Regions from separate parts of the Pan troglodytes genome. Here regions 2 and 3 are each linked to region 1. A link is a contact called in public Hi-C data. All regions are on one chromosome and are shown on one strand. Each heading gives the region's core, a stretch centred on a gene start, on an enhancer-like site or on the middle of the called end of the contact. The rest is flanking DNA. Distances are from core to core; before and after follow the strand shown. Region 1 overlaps WLS (Wnt ligand secretion mediator). Region 2 overlaps GNG12 (G protein subunit gamma 12). Region 3 has its middle 20 kb from the start of GNG12.

Region 1 (3,728 bases), core at 428-2,927:
GAATAATCTACACTACTTTATGTCTATACATTGGAAACAATTTAAAATGCCCAGAAAAATATAACTTGTGAAACCAATTGAAGAAATGGAAAACCTAAATAGCCTTATAATCATTAAATAAATTAAAATGGTAGTCTAAAATTTTTCTGCAAAGAAAAAGTCTCAATAATTTTAGTGACATATTATTATTGCATTAAATAAAAAACCAAATGTCCAAGAAGAGCCAAGACATTCTGAGGACAAACAGGATGAAGGAATGTGCTTTTCTAGATTGCAAGCCTTATTAAAAAGCTAAAGTAATTAAAACAGTATGGTTTTGAGGTAAGGATAATCAAATTAGCCAGTGGAACAGACTAAGAAGCCCCCAAAAATCTCTCTCTCTCTCTCTCTCTCTCTCTCTCCATATATATATGTGTGTGTATGTGTATGTATATATATGTTTGCATATATATGTGTATATATATATATATTTGCTCGATAAAGGATATTGTGTTGTAGATCATGAGTGGCTTATTCAATAAATGGTGCTGAGAGCATTAGTTATCCATATAGGAAAAAAATTAAAGAAGCTCCTTATTCTCTTACATACAAAAATTAATTTTTGATGGAACAGAATCTTAAATATGGAAGGCAAAGTCTTAAAACTTTTTGGAGAAATTAAGAATATTTTTATAATCTTGAAATTTATTTAAAGAATTTTTTAAAAAGACACAAGTACCCATTAAAAAAGAAAACATTGGTAAATCAACTACACAAATCATCAAAAGGTACCATAAATGAAAACATAAGGAATTCATATCTAGATTAATCTTGACCGTGGTCTTAAGACTTCCAGCCTCCTGAATGGTAGGAAGTAAATGTCTGTTGTTTAAGCCACTCCGTCTATAGTATTTTTGTTATAGTAGCCTGAGCTAAGACAGCTTTATATAAGCCTTTGGGGACCATAGATGAACTACATCACTTGGTTCTAGCATGTTCTGTGGTTTCAATGCAGAAACCTAGAGAATAACTAAGGCTGGGAGAAAGAAGGACCACACTGGTGGGAGAAGCTGGTGACAAGTGGTAAGGAGTGGGCAACCTGGGTACTAATTCTTGTTTTTTCTTCCCCAGCCTTGTGGTCTTGGCCAAATCACTGGGCCTGCTGTCTTTTCTGTAGAGAGAAGGGCTGCTCAGTTCTCATTTGGATTCAACCTTTCCAACGCAGCATTTAAACACGGAGGAGGGATTTTTTTGGTTGTCACAAGGACTAGGGGACCCTGCTGGCTAAATATCCTCCAATGTGTGAGACAGTTGCACCCTAAATGCCAGTGTGCCCCTATTGAGAAACATCCTCTCTATAACAGTCCTTTGAACGAGCCCTTTACATCTCTCTACACATACATGATGTTTGCTGGTGGGTCGGGAAACATTTGGATACTTTATGAAGCATGCAGGTCTCCACCCAAACCCACAGGTCAGATGGCTGCTGTCCAAACTTTAGGATCTTTAGGGCTGCAGATGAGATGCTCTGTTCTGGTGTATGTCCTGCTTGGGGGGCTGCCCCTCCTTGCCAGATTTAGTTGAATTCAGTTGAAGTGTACTATTACCAACCATTTGCTCCCTTGTTCTGACAGCCAGCAGGAGCAGAAAACTGGCTTGCTCTGGTACTAACTGCATTCTCAGAACCGTGCATGCAGTGCTTTATCGTTCTGTTCAAAGCTAAGCAGTGCCCTCCTTGGGACACTCTGGGAATGTACAGTATTCATTGCTCTAAGAAAATGCCTTGGCCACAAGGAGAAAACATTCTCTGGCTGTGGCTTGAGCCAACTGGGTCAGCGCCAGCCTGTGCAGATGTCTTTGTGGACAGAGAAGAAGTCGCTCTGGGAGAAGGCAGCCCATGCTAGGGTGCATAGATTGATGAGAGGAGTGACAACTGTATTTCTGTCCTTACTTGCTCTCCTGGCCAGGTGCTCTTATGCAGCGCACTAGCTGTACAACAGTACCTACTGGCTGGACCCTCTCATTCTCTACCAATTCAGCAGTCTCCTCTTGGCTTCATTCAGGAGGCTGTCTCCCCATGGTTGCCTGAACCCAAAAGCAAAATGTGTGGGTCCCACCTACTTCTCAGGCTCTAGTTCTAAAGAATGGGCCCAGGTGTCCAGCCTCCACGGCCTGACATTCAATGATGTGTACACTCCGGTTCCAAGTTGCTTTTCTACTCACTGCACCCCAGACTCTCTGCTAAACAGGCTACTTTAGTCATTGCCACCCAAATAATGCTTGTGAAGTTGCATCTCCACACTCTCATACTCTTCCCTTACCCTCACCTTTTATCCAACTCTTTCAAGGCTTGGCTCATTTTCAGTCTTCTGGGAAGCCCTCTCAATTGCCCCCAATCAGGAGTTACTGAAAAGTGTCCTTGTACCTCCCATTGGTCACCGACTGCACGGTTCATGTATTGGGAACCTTGATTGTTAAGAAGATTTTAAGTTCCTTGAAGGTGGAAACCTAATGAGAAGACTTGCCCTTCAGGCTCCTCTACTTAAGAATCATTCCAAGCAATTACCATGGAAACAAATATCTTCTCTTCCTGGCCTCTTGGACCAAAACAAACAGACAAACTGTTAAAGAGCAAGGAATTTGGCTCCCCGCCTAGGTTGGCAGTGAGAGCGTCAGAACAAGGTTGAGGCCAAATCCATGCACCTCATTTAGTTAGCTGCCCACGAACTTGGCTTGGAACGCCTTGGCCCCATCTTGAAGAAAGCCCTTCATTCTGGGGACACTGGTCAGCCTGAGGCCCATGCTCCTTAGTCCCACCACAGGAAGCCTTCTCTCTCCATCTGTCACTCTGAGACCATATTGGCTGAAGCTCTGGGCTTACTCATATCCTGAGTCATCCAACCTCGCATGTCCGTAAAAATATCCATATCCTTATAGGTGGAGGCCTTATAGATAGGTTGTTGAGTCAGATTTATGAGTTTGAGAAAGAGATGCTTTGGATGCAAAGGACCTTTGGTGAGTTTGCAGAAGCCCTGGACTCAAATCTACCACCACTCAGAACAGTGACTGCCAGAAAATGCCTGGAAAAGGGCATCTCTTTGCTGAATGACCCTAGTAATCTACTCATTCCCCAGGTAATTGCTGAGCCACTCTGTGTTCCAGGCACAGTTCTAGTTTCTGGAAATATACCTGAGAACAAAACAGACAGAAATTCTGCCCTTATGAGCCTCCACTTCAGCTCCTGGGCAAGTCTGTTTTTCATATGATCCAAGCACTTTGGCAGGTGTTAGGGCTGTAAAAGGGATGGCATGGGACCCCCTTGGGTAGGGGACATGGCAGACACATCTCTTAGAAATATTGCCGCAAGCCTCACTGTTCAAGTCTGGTGTGTGGAGCAGCTGCATCAGCACCTCCAGGGAGCATGTTAGAAATGCATCGTCTCAGGCCCTTCCCAAGCCCTTCTGAGTAAGAAACTGCACTTTACAATATGCTCCCAGGTGAACTGTCTGCAGGGAAAGGCTTGAAAAGCCTTGCTACAGGACAGCAAATCCCACAAGCTGTCCTACAGTGAAAGGGAGCAGAATGATAATGTGCATTTGAGAAAGAGCACATCCCATGCCTCAGATTCAGAAAGGTGGCGGGTTCAAGACTCAGATCTCCTCAGAAAGAAACATGCTTAAAAATCCAATGCTACTCAACTGTATTTGATGGCTCAACAACAAATCACCGACTGTAATCACTCAACAGAA
Region 2 (3,728 bases), core at 536-3,035, 340 kb before region 1:
AAGCCTGTTTGGTATTTCAGGCAATTAGTTTCCAAACACTTGGGTCAAAAAGCAACAGATTATATTGTCAAAAAATTATTTCCTTGCATGAGATGAAAAATTAGACAAAATATATAAGAATATATAAAAATTAAAGTAGACAAAATATATAAGAATATTATCAGTAGTCATTAGATGCTCCTGTCAAGTATTGAAAAAATAACTTATAATAATCTATAAAATGTATGCACACTCTTTTCTTTTCACATCCTTCTAAGGCAAACAGCCCCCAGTAGGCGATTAAGCTGATGCACGAGTAACGATCTCTTAACAATGCCATGCCATCAAATACTGAAGTACAGTTCAGTGTTTCTAAGAGCAGAGAAAGAAAAAAAACATTAAAATTATTACTAATATAAACACTATGATTGTATATTGCACTTGAGGGATGAAGATCTAGAACAATGAAGATGATACACATATTTACCTACAGACAAAAGATGGTAGATAAGATTTTTATTATAAAGGCTTTATTTATAAAGGGAACACATTAGAAGCTAAGTAATTGGGTCAGATTTGGTAATTAAAAGCAGCTGAATAATCAACAAACGCTTAACAAAGGTGTTAGAATAAGATCATATTTTAACAGAAGATGAAATACATAGAAAGGTTTTTATACTTCAACCCTTATTCTTCTGCCTGTTTTGCATTTTTCTTTTAAAAATACACAAAAAGTATAGGAAGCAGTAGTGAAATAACTACTACCTAGTCAACCTGTGACTGAATCTGGCAGTTGTTAGTAGCAGGTGTAAATGAAACGATGCGAATAAACTAGCAGGACTAAATCAAAAAGATTTCAATGTGGGTGACATAGCTAAAGTCTATAATTTAGGATCTCTAATACATATCCAGTTTGTGGTTGAAAATTCCTGCTTTCTAGTGGGCTTTACGTCTGCCACAACCCCAAGGAGTGAAACGAAACTCAAGACTAACAATGATTTGTTGTAACTAGACGTAGTGGTGAAAATCTGGCCAAAAAAAGTCCACTATAAATGTAACAGCTGTGAGGCTTAAGCCTGGTGGCATTTAAACCATTTTACTCTTTATAGCTATAAGAGTATTCAACCCCAAGTTTACAATAACATCTCAAGGCAAAAACTCAAACAAAACACGGCACGTGCGCGCGCGCGCGGCGCGCGCACACACACCCACACCCCCCTAAACAATGCCCTCATAGACAAGCCCCTTTCAAAGTCCCACCTAATTACAGGCTGACAATCTTTCCAAATTATCAATCAGAACAATAAAAATGCCCTTGAGGGCTCATTTTAAACAATTCTCTGGTCCTCCTCTAGGGGGCGAAGTTGGCTCGCATTTCACTGAAAGGGGAAATTATTTTCAAACCCGGATTTTCGCACAGTGCTAGAAAGATATTCACATACAAAGGGGCCTTTCCGCGCTCCTGCTTCTTCTCAATACATTTCACTTCGGCTGATGAGCAAAGCAGCCCAGCCCTTCGGCACAGTAAGAGGGAGGGAATGTGATTACGGCTGAGCATAAGCAGGGCTTAATCAGCACAGCCCTGAAGGCTGGGCCAGCTCATTCTCCTCAAACTTGAGATCACAGCTATGGTTTTGCCAAAGATGATACACTTTCAAGAATATATGTCGGTGTTTTTTTTTTTTTTTTCCAGGAGAATTTTCCACTGGGGAAATTCTGAAGCCAGGTGAAGCCTCACACGGGGCTCCCTCCCACCCGGTCTCCTCTGTAGGGCCTCCCTCTGAGAAACCACAAAGCAAGCTGCTGGAGGTCTGAGTGCCTGCCCTCCCTTCCTGCACAAACGAGGCCCTTTCTACCCTGAGGATGGCATCTGGTGGTCAGGAAGATGCCTGGACAGCAGTTCCTCGCTGGGCCTCGCTTCCCCCTCACGGAAAGGGTTAGGTGTCCTCTTAGGGAATGCAGGTCTAGCTACAGAAGGGGCATACACAGGCAATGCCTATTCCCAAGGGAGAATCAAATGTGAGTTTTAGCACCCTAGCAACCATACAAGGCAGAAGGCTCACAGTGTGTGTGTCCCTGACCCATGGATAGATCCAGTTTTTGTGGGTTCTAAGCCTTATACAATTTTGGGGGTCCTCTTTAGAAAAATCATACAAAATTAGGAATATCACATTAGCTACAGGGCATTGGAATGGGATGTTGCCAGTGAAAGATCCTGAAACTTAGGGTTCTTTAACTGCTGGGCCATGCAGTTATCTTGTCCAGCCTGCCACCACTGGACTCTCCCCTGCAGTAAAACCCCATGTCACGTGTGCTGGCTCTGGGTCTCTTCTTGGCCTCTTGAACATGGTGCCATCTCTAATGAGGCTGACAGGGGTTCAGCACGACAGGGCCTGAGCTCCACCCGCTTAGGACTGTCCATTGCCTGGAGACAGATACCGAGGTGGAGCTACTGAAAGAAACACTTGCGCTGCCCTGTGAAGGGAACAAACTCCTCTGCCACGGGTCAGCTCTCCACACCTACCTGACCAAGTCTCAGTCACCAGTTTGGGTCATCTCACTAGTTCAGACTCTGCCTCCTCCTCCTTTTCCACCCATGGGAAGGTTATGCAACCCCCCTTCCAGACCTCCTTGGGCTGCACAAAGGTGCCAACTATACTAGTCTTTACTGAAAGACAGCAAAATAAAGTGACCTCAATTGAGAGCATTTATCTAAACATAGTTTGTTTGCATATTTTCAGTCCTTGTAAAAATAATACACAATTTTCTCCTTATCTGATGGCAATATCACTTACCTAAATCTTAACAATAAAATGAGGCAAGGCCTAAAAAAAAAAGAAAGTTAAGTTTAGTTGATGTAGCTTGTTTTCACATGTGCTACAGTTTGGAATTTATAAGCAAACCAGATATAAATTTTCTTCTTTTTGAACAAAACAGTAAGAACAACTTCTTACATATAGAAATGTCTTCATAAAAGCCATTTATCACAAAAAACAGTGTTCTGCAAATTTGATTTAAAAACTTTTTTTGGAGATGGGCTCTTGCTACGTTGCAGAGGCTGGACTCGAACTCTTGGGCTCAAGGGAATCCTTGGCTTCAGCCTACCAATGAGCTGGGACTACAGGCACATGCCACTGTGCTTGGTCTTCTGCAAATTCTTATTTGTAAAATGGAATGTGCTGGGAAAATAACAGCCACCATTATTTGCATCCTGTGAACCACACGTAGTCTAAACATTTCATATAGACTATTTCACTTAATCACCTCAATAACCCTATGCAGTATTATCCCTATTTTATTGATGCGGAAATTGAGGCTTTAAGAGGTAAGCGACTTGTCCAAGGTTACAAAGGTATTTTGTATAGATTTGAGGCTGGGCAGGTTGAGCCTTATTGTTAGTCTCTGTGCCATGCTGCCTCAGCAGCCAAAAATCACTTTTGATACTATAAAGAACTAGTGAGTTTCACAAGATAGTTATTTTTTAAAAGCAGATCATTGCACATATTTAGATTTTTTCCCAAATTCCTATTTGATTAAAAAAAAACAGGCTGAGGAATGGGGCTAGTTTTTTCCAAGGCTTTAAAGGTTTTTAGAAATCATCATAATAGTTAAATGCAAACAATGTAATAGCTACCATTTATTGAACATGTATTATGTGATGGGCCACTGGCTAAGTTTACTATGTGCAGTGTTTCCTTTAATATAGCTATCTTGTGAGGCAAATGATATGATGCCCATTTAACAGATGA
Region 3 (3,728 bases), core at 621-3,120, 260 kb before region 1:
TTTTATATTGTAGGCAGGGTTGTTTCCTACATTTTTCTTCAACTGATGCTCAGAAATATCAGGCAACTTGGCTCATTCAACAAATTTCTACTGAGAGCATACTATTAATATGTGCAAGGCAGTGTTGTAAGTTGTGAAGGAAATCCCTGCCCTCATGCAGTTTCTGTTTTAGTGGGGCGCACACACATAGATAAAATATATACCAGATAGTGATGAGTGGCATGGAGAAAATAAAATGGGAACTGGAAAGGGGATTATGTGTGAGTGTGTGTTTGGAGGTGGTATTGTTGCTAATTTAAATATAGTGGTGAGGGAGTGCCTGATTGAGATGATGGTATTTTGGTAAAGACCTGAAGAAGGTGAGAGAGGAAGCTCTGTGGATAGCTTGATGAAAGAGAATTCTGGGAACAGGCAAGGACAGCTGCAAAAACCTAGAAGAAGAAACATGCTAGAGCAGAGCGAATGAATGAGACAGCCAGGAAATAAGATGGAGAGGTTAGGAGGAAGATTGAGGTCTTCGGGGCCATCATGAGATTTTGAGGAGGGGTACATGATCTGATCTAGATATCCAAGCATCACTCAAGGCATTGTGTTGAAGTTAGAATATAGAGGGCAAGGGTAGAAGCAGGGAGATCTATTAGGAGGCTATGACACTAGTCCGGGAGAGATGAGGATGGCTTGGATCAGCGGGACAGTGGTGGAGGTGTGAGAGGTGATTATATCCCGAGCCAACAGGGATTGCTAGTGGATTAGCTGAGAGAGGTGAGAGAAAGACAGGAGCGAAAGATAACACCAAGGTTTCTGGAAGGATGGAGTTGCTGTTTCCTGAATGAGAAGACTATGGGTCAGGCAGGTTTGGCAGAGGTAAGTGGAGGAATAGATTTAGACATAAGTTTGAACTTTAACTTAGACATCTCCATGGAGATGTTGAGACTTCAGTTGGATACATGAGTCTGGGGTTCAGTGTAGGGGTTCTGGCTGGATAAATAAAGTTGGCCATCTTCAGTATGCCGATATTTAAAACCTTGAGATTGGAGGGACTCACCAAGGGAGCAAGTACAGATAAAGTGGGAGTCTGAGGCCTGAGCCCTGGGGCCCTCCAGGACTTAAGGGTGGGGAAATGAAGGCAGGATGCATCAAAGAGAAGGAACAACTGGCGAAGGAGGAGAAACCATGAGGACATGATTTCCCCAGAGCTGCATGAAGAGAGTGTTTCACAGAGAGGGAGTGATCAACTGTGTCAAAGGCTGTTGATGTTTTATGTAAAATGAGGACTGAAAATGAGCAACTGGATTTAGCCAAGCAGCCCCAGTTATTCTATCCCGTAGCAGTCGTTTCTTCATTGATAGTATCTGGATTTTTCCCTCCCTCCCTCCCTCTCTCTTCCCTTCCCTTCCCTTCCCTTCCCTTCCCTTCCCTTCCCTTCCCTTCCCTTCCCTTCCCTTCCTTCTCTCTTTCTCTCTTTATCTCTCTTTTTGTTTCTCATTTGCCTCTTTCACTGGATAGTAACAGTAACCCCTATAAGAACGGGGACCATGACTGTTGGGGGTATAGTGGCTGGCACATATTAGGAGTATGTTATGCAATTTATCTCTTTTGGTTTCTGTTTTGACCACATATTGTCCATTTCCCTTTCTTACCTTCCTAATGTTCCAAATCACTTTGGGGAATTTCCTCTCTTCTGTTGTGTGTGGTCTTGATGGGATGGCAAATTCTGTGTTTGCCTCTTACTGTGGAAGCCAAAGCAAGCAGATGCTGCCCCAGACCCCTACACCAGGGGGCAGGCTGCGTCCGTCAGAGGCTCCTGAGTTATCCATGGACAAGAGAAGGAGTTGAATCCCAGCATCTCTGTCCTCACCAGAGCCCTCCTGGTGAGAGCTGTTGCCATGGTTTCCATTTCCCAGGCCTTGGTGCTCCCCTGCTTCCTGCCATCACCAAGCCTGCTGCTCCAGCCCCTGTTTCTCTGAGCTCCCAGTATCCTTCCAGTAAATCCTCTTTTGCTTATGTTAACCAGAGCCAGTTACTATTCCTTTCAACTTAAACAGTTCCCAACACCTAAGCACTCAATACACATTTGCTGAATGAATGAAAAAGTATGGTTTTCATTTCATGAATGGTGAGTCTGAAGTTCAGAGAGGCTTACCACATGTCTAAGACCACATACCTTCCATCGTTTCTTCTATGCTCCCTTTTCACATTCTCAGATCTCTGAAATCAGGATGCTTTTTACAATTGGCAGTGTCTTACAATCAAGTGGAAGTATTTTTCTGTTTTTAGTGGTATATAAAATAATGTATCTTATATTAGCTTAGATTCAATGAAATATGGTAGTCAGTATTGAAGTCAAAATTGAAACATATTTCAAAAGTCTGTACATCTTTGCTTTTCAAGGAGTTTATTATCTAGTTGGAGAAAAAAATAAGTAGGAAAACTCCACAAATCTTTCTCAAATACAGAGTAGAGTTTCATGAACACTGAGTGGAGGCCCTCACTAAAGCTGCAGGGGTACATGACTCTGAAGGGCTGAGTGGAGGAGCCACAGGGTGGGCATTTATGTTGATCTCAGTAAGAAAGATTTGGATGGATGGAAATATGAGAAGAATGGAGAGGAGGGAGGACTAGGTTCTAGGCGATGGCAACCCTGCCGACTCTTAAATGCAGGTCTGAGCCACAAGGCTGAGTTTGGTGGAGATGGTTGCTTGGTGTCTCCCCTCTGACTCTTTCCCTTCTCCTTCTCCATGGTAAATTATTCTTCCAATTCTCCCTGTGTTCACCATTATAACTTTTTTCTGCTGCAATCTTTTTCTGGAAAGTTCCCCCCTTCCTACCTCCTGCCCATTCCTCCCAATCAGTTCAGCTCTTGTGTGTGCTGGACAGAAATCCCTCTTGGCAGCCTAGGCAACATAGCAAGACCCCCAACTCTATATATATTTTAAAATTAGCCAGCATGATAATGCACACCTATAGTCTTATCTACTCTGGAGGCTGAGGTGGGAGGATCACTTGAGCCCAGAAGTTAAAGGCTGCAGTGAGCTATGATGGCACCACTGCATTCTAGCCTGGGTGACAGAGCAAGACCCTGTCTCAAAACAAGCAAACAAATAAAAAAGAAATTACTCTGGGATCCAGAAATAAGGGAAAATGTATTTCAGGGGGAGGAACAGCAATAAGCATGGAGGTGCAATGCATGATGTATGTGAGGAAGAGTGCCTGAATACCATGAAAGGGTAGGCTGGGAAGAGGGGTTTACTCATTCATTCAGGGAATGTTTGAGTATACACCAGGTACTGCTCTAGGCACTGGGGATAGAGTAGTGAAATAAAAATTATGTTTCTACCTTACAAGGCTTACATTCTAATAAGAGGAGATAAGCCATAAGCAATAAATGTTTAAATACATATGTATATACACCTATGGAAAAAATGTCAGATGGTATAAAAGCAAAGAAGAAAAATGTGAAAAGGGTTAAAGAAGCAAGAGAGTTGGGGTGCGAGCTGCTCATTCAAATAGAAGGGCCAGGAAAGTCTTTTTTGTTAAGATAACATGTCAACAGGGAACTGAAAAAGTGAGTCAGAGTCTTTTGAATCTTCCGGTGGAAAGTGTTCCAGAGCGAGGGCGCAGGAGATGCAAGGGTCTGGATGGGGGGTTGTGTTTGGCAGGTTTAAGGAATAGTATGTCTACCGTGGAGTGAGTGGGGGCAACAGAGTAGCAAATGCATATGTGGTGGG

Evidence for each region. A called contact is a pair of places that touch in the nucleus more often than the background predicts.
Region 2: a contact with region 1 is called in a Hi-C map of stem cell-derived neural progenitor cells, with 15 times the contacts expected there. The contact joins two enhancer-like sites. A contact is called at or near these places in 4 of 7 Hi-C or Micro-C datasets (blood, induced pluripotent stem cells, a lymphoblastoid cell line and 1 more).
Region 3: a Hi-C map of stem cell-derived neural progenitor cells shows a contact between it and region 1, with 9 times the contacts expected there. The contact joins two enhancer-like sites. A contact is called at or near these places in 4 of 7 Hi-C or Micro-C datasets (blood, induced pluripotent stem cells and stem cell-derived neural progenitor cells) and 1 of 1 other capture datasets (stem cell-derived neural stem cells).

Annotation. Positions count from the first base shown.
Region 1 is chr1:162,874,585-162,878,312 of NHGRI_mPanTro3-v2.0_pri, reverse strand. The region is part of intron 11 of WLS (Wnt ligand secretion mediator); the gene reads right to left. Among named protein-coding and RNA genes, the nearest start is that of DIRAS3, 61 kb to the left of the region's middle. Within about 2 kb of position 1,677, at least 9 of the 24 cell types and tissues checked have an H3K27ac peak or open chromatin away from gene starts, as enhancers often do. A contact at or near this core is called in stem cell-derived neural progenitor cells and stem cell-derived neural stem cells, where this site is marked.
Region 2 is chr1:163,218,103-163,221,830 of NHGRI_mPanTro3-v2.0_pri, reverse strand. GNG12 (G protein subunit gamma 12) reads right to left here. Exons shown (of 5, transcript XM_009460436.5): 3 at 2,775-2,804. Among named protein-coding and RNA genes, the nearest start is that of GNG12, 65 kb to the right of the region's middle. Within about 2 kb of position 1,785, at least 15 of the 24 cell types and tissues checked have an H3K27ac peak or open chromatin away from gene starts, as enhancers often do. A contact at or near this core is called in stem cell-derived neural progenitor cells, where this site is marked.
Region 3 is chr1:163,132,618-163,136,345 of NHGRI_mPanTro3-v2.0_pri, reverse strand. No RefSeq gene overlaps it. Among named protein-coding and RNA genes, the nearest start is that of GNG12, 20 kb to the left of the region's middle. Within about 2 kb of position 1,870, at least 4 of the 24 cell types and tissues checked have an H3K27ac peak or open chromatin away from gene starts, as enhancers often do. A contact at or near this core is called in stem cell-derived neural progenitor cells and stem cell-derived neural stem cells, where this site is marked.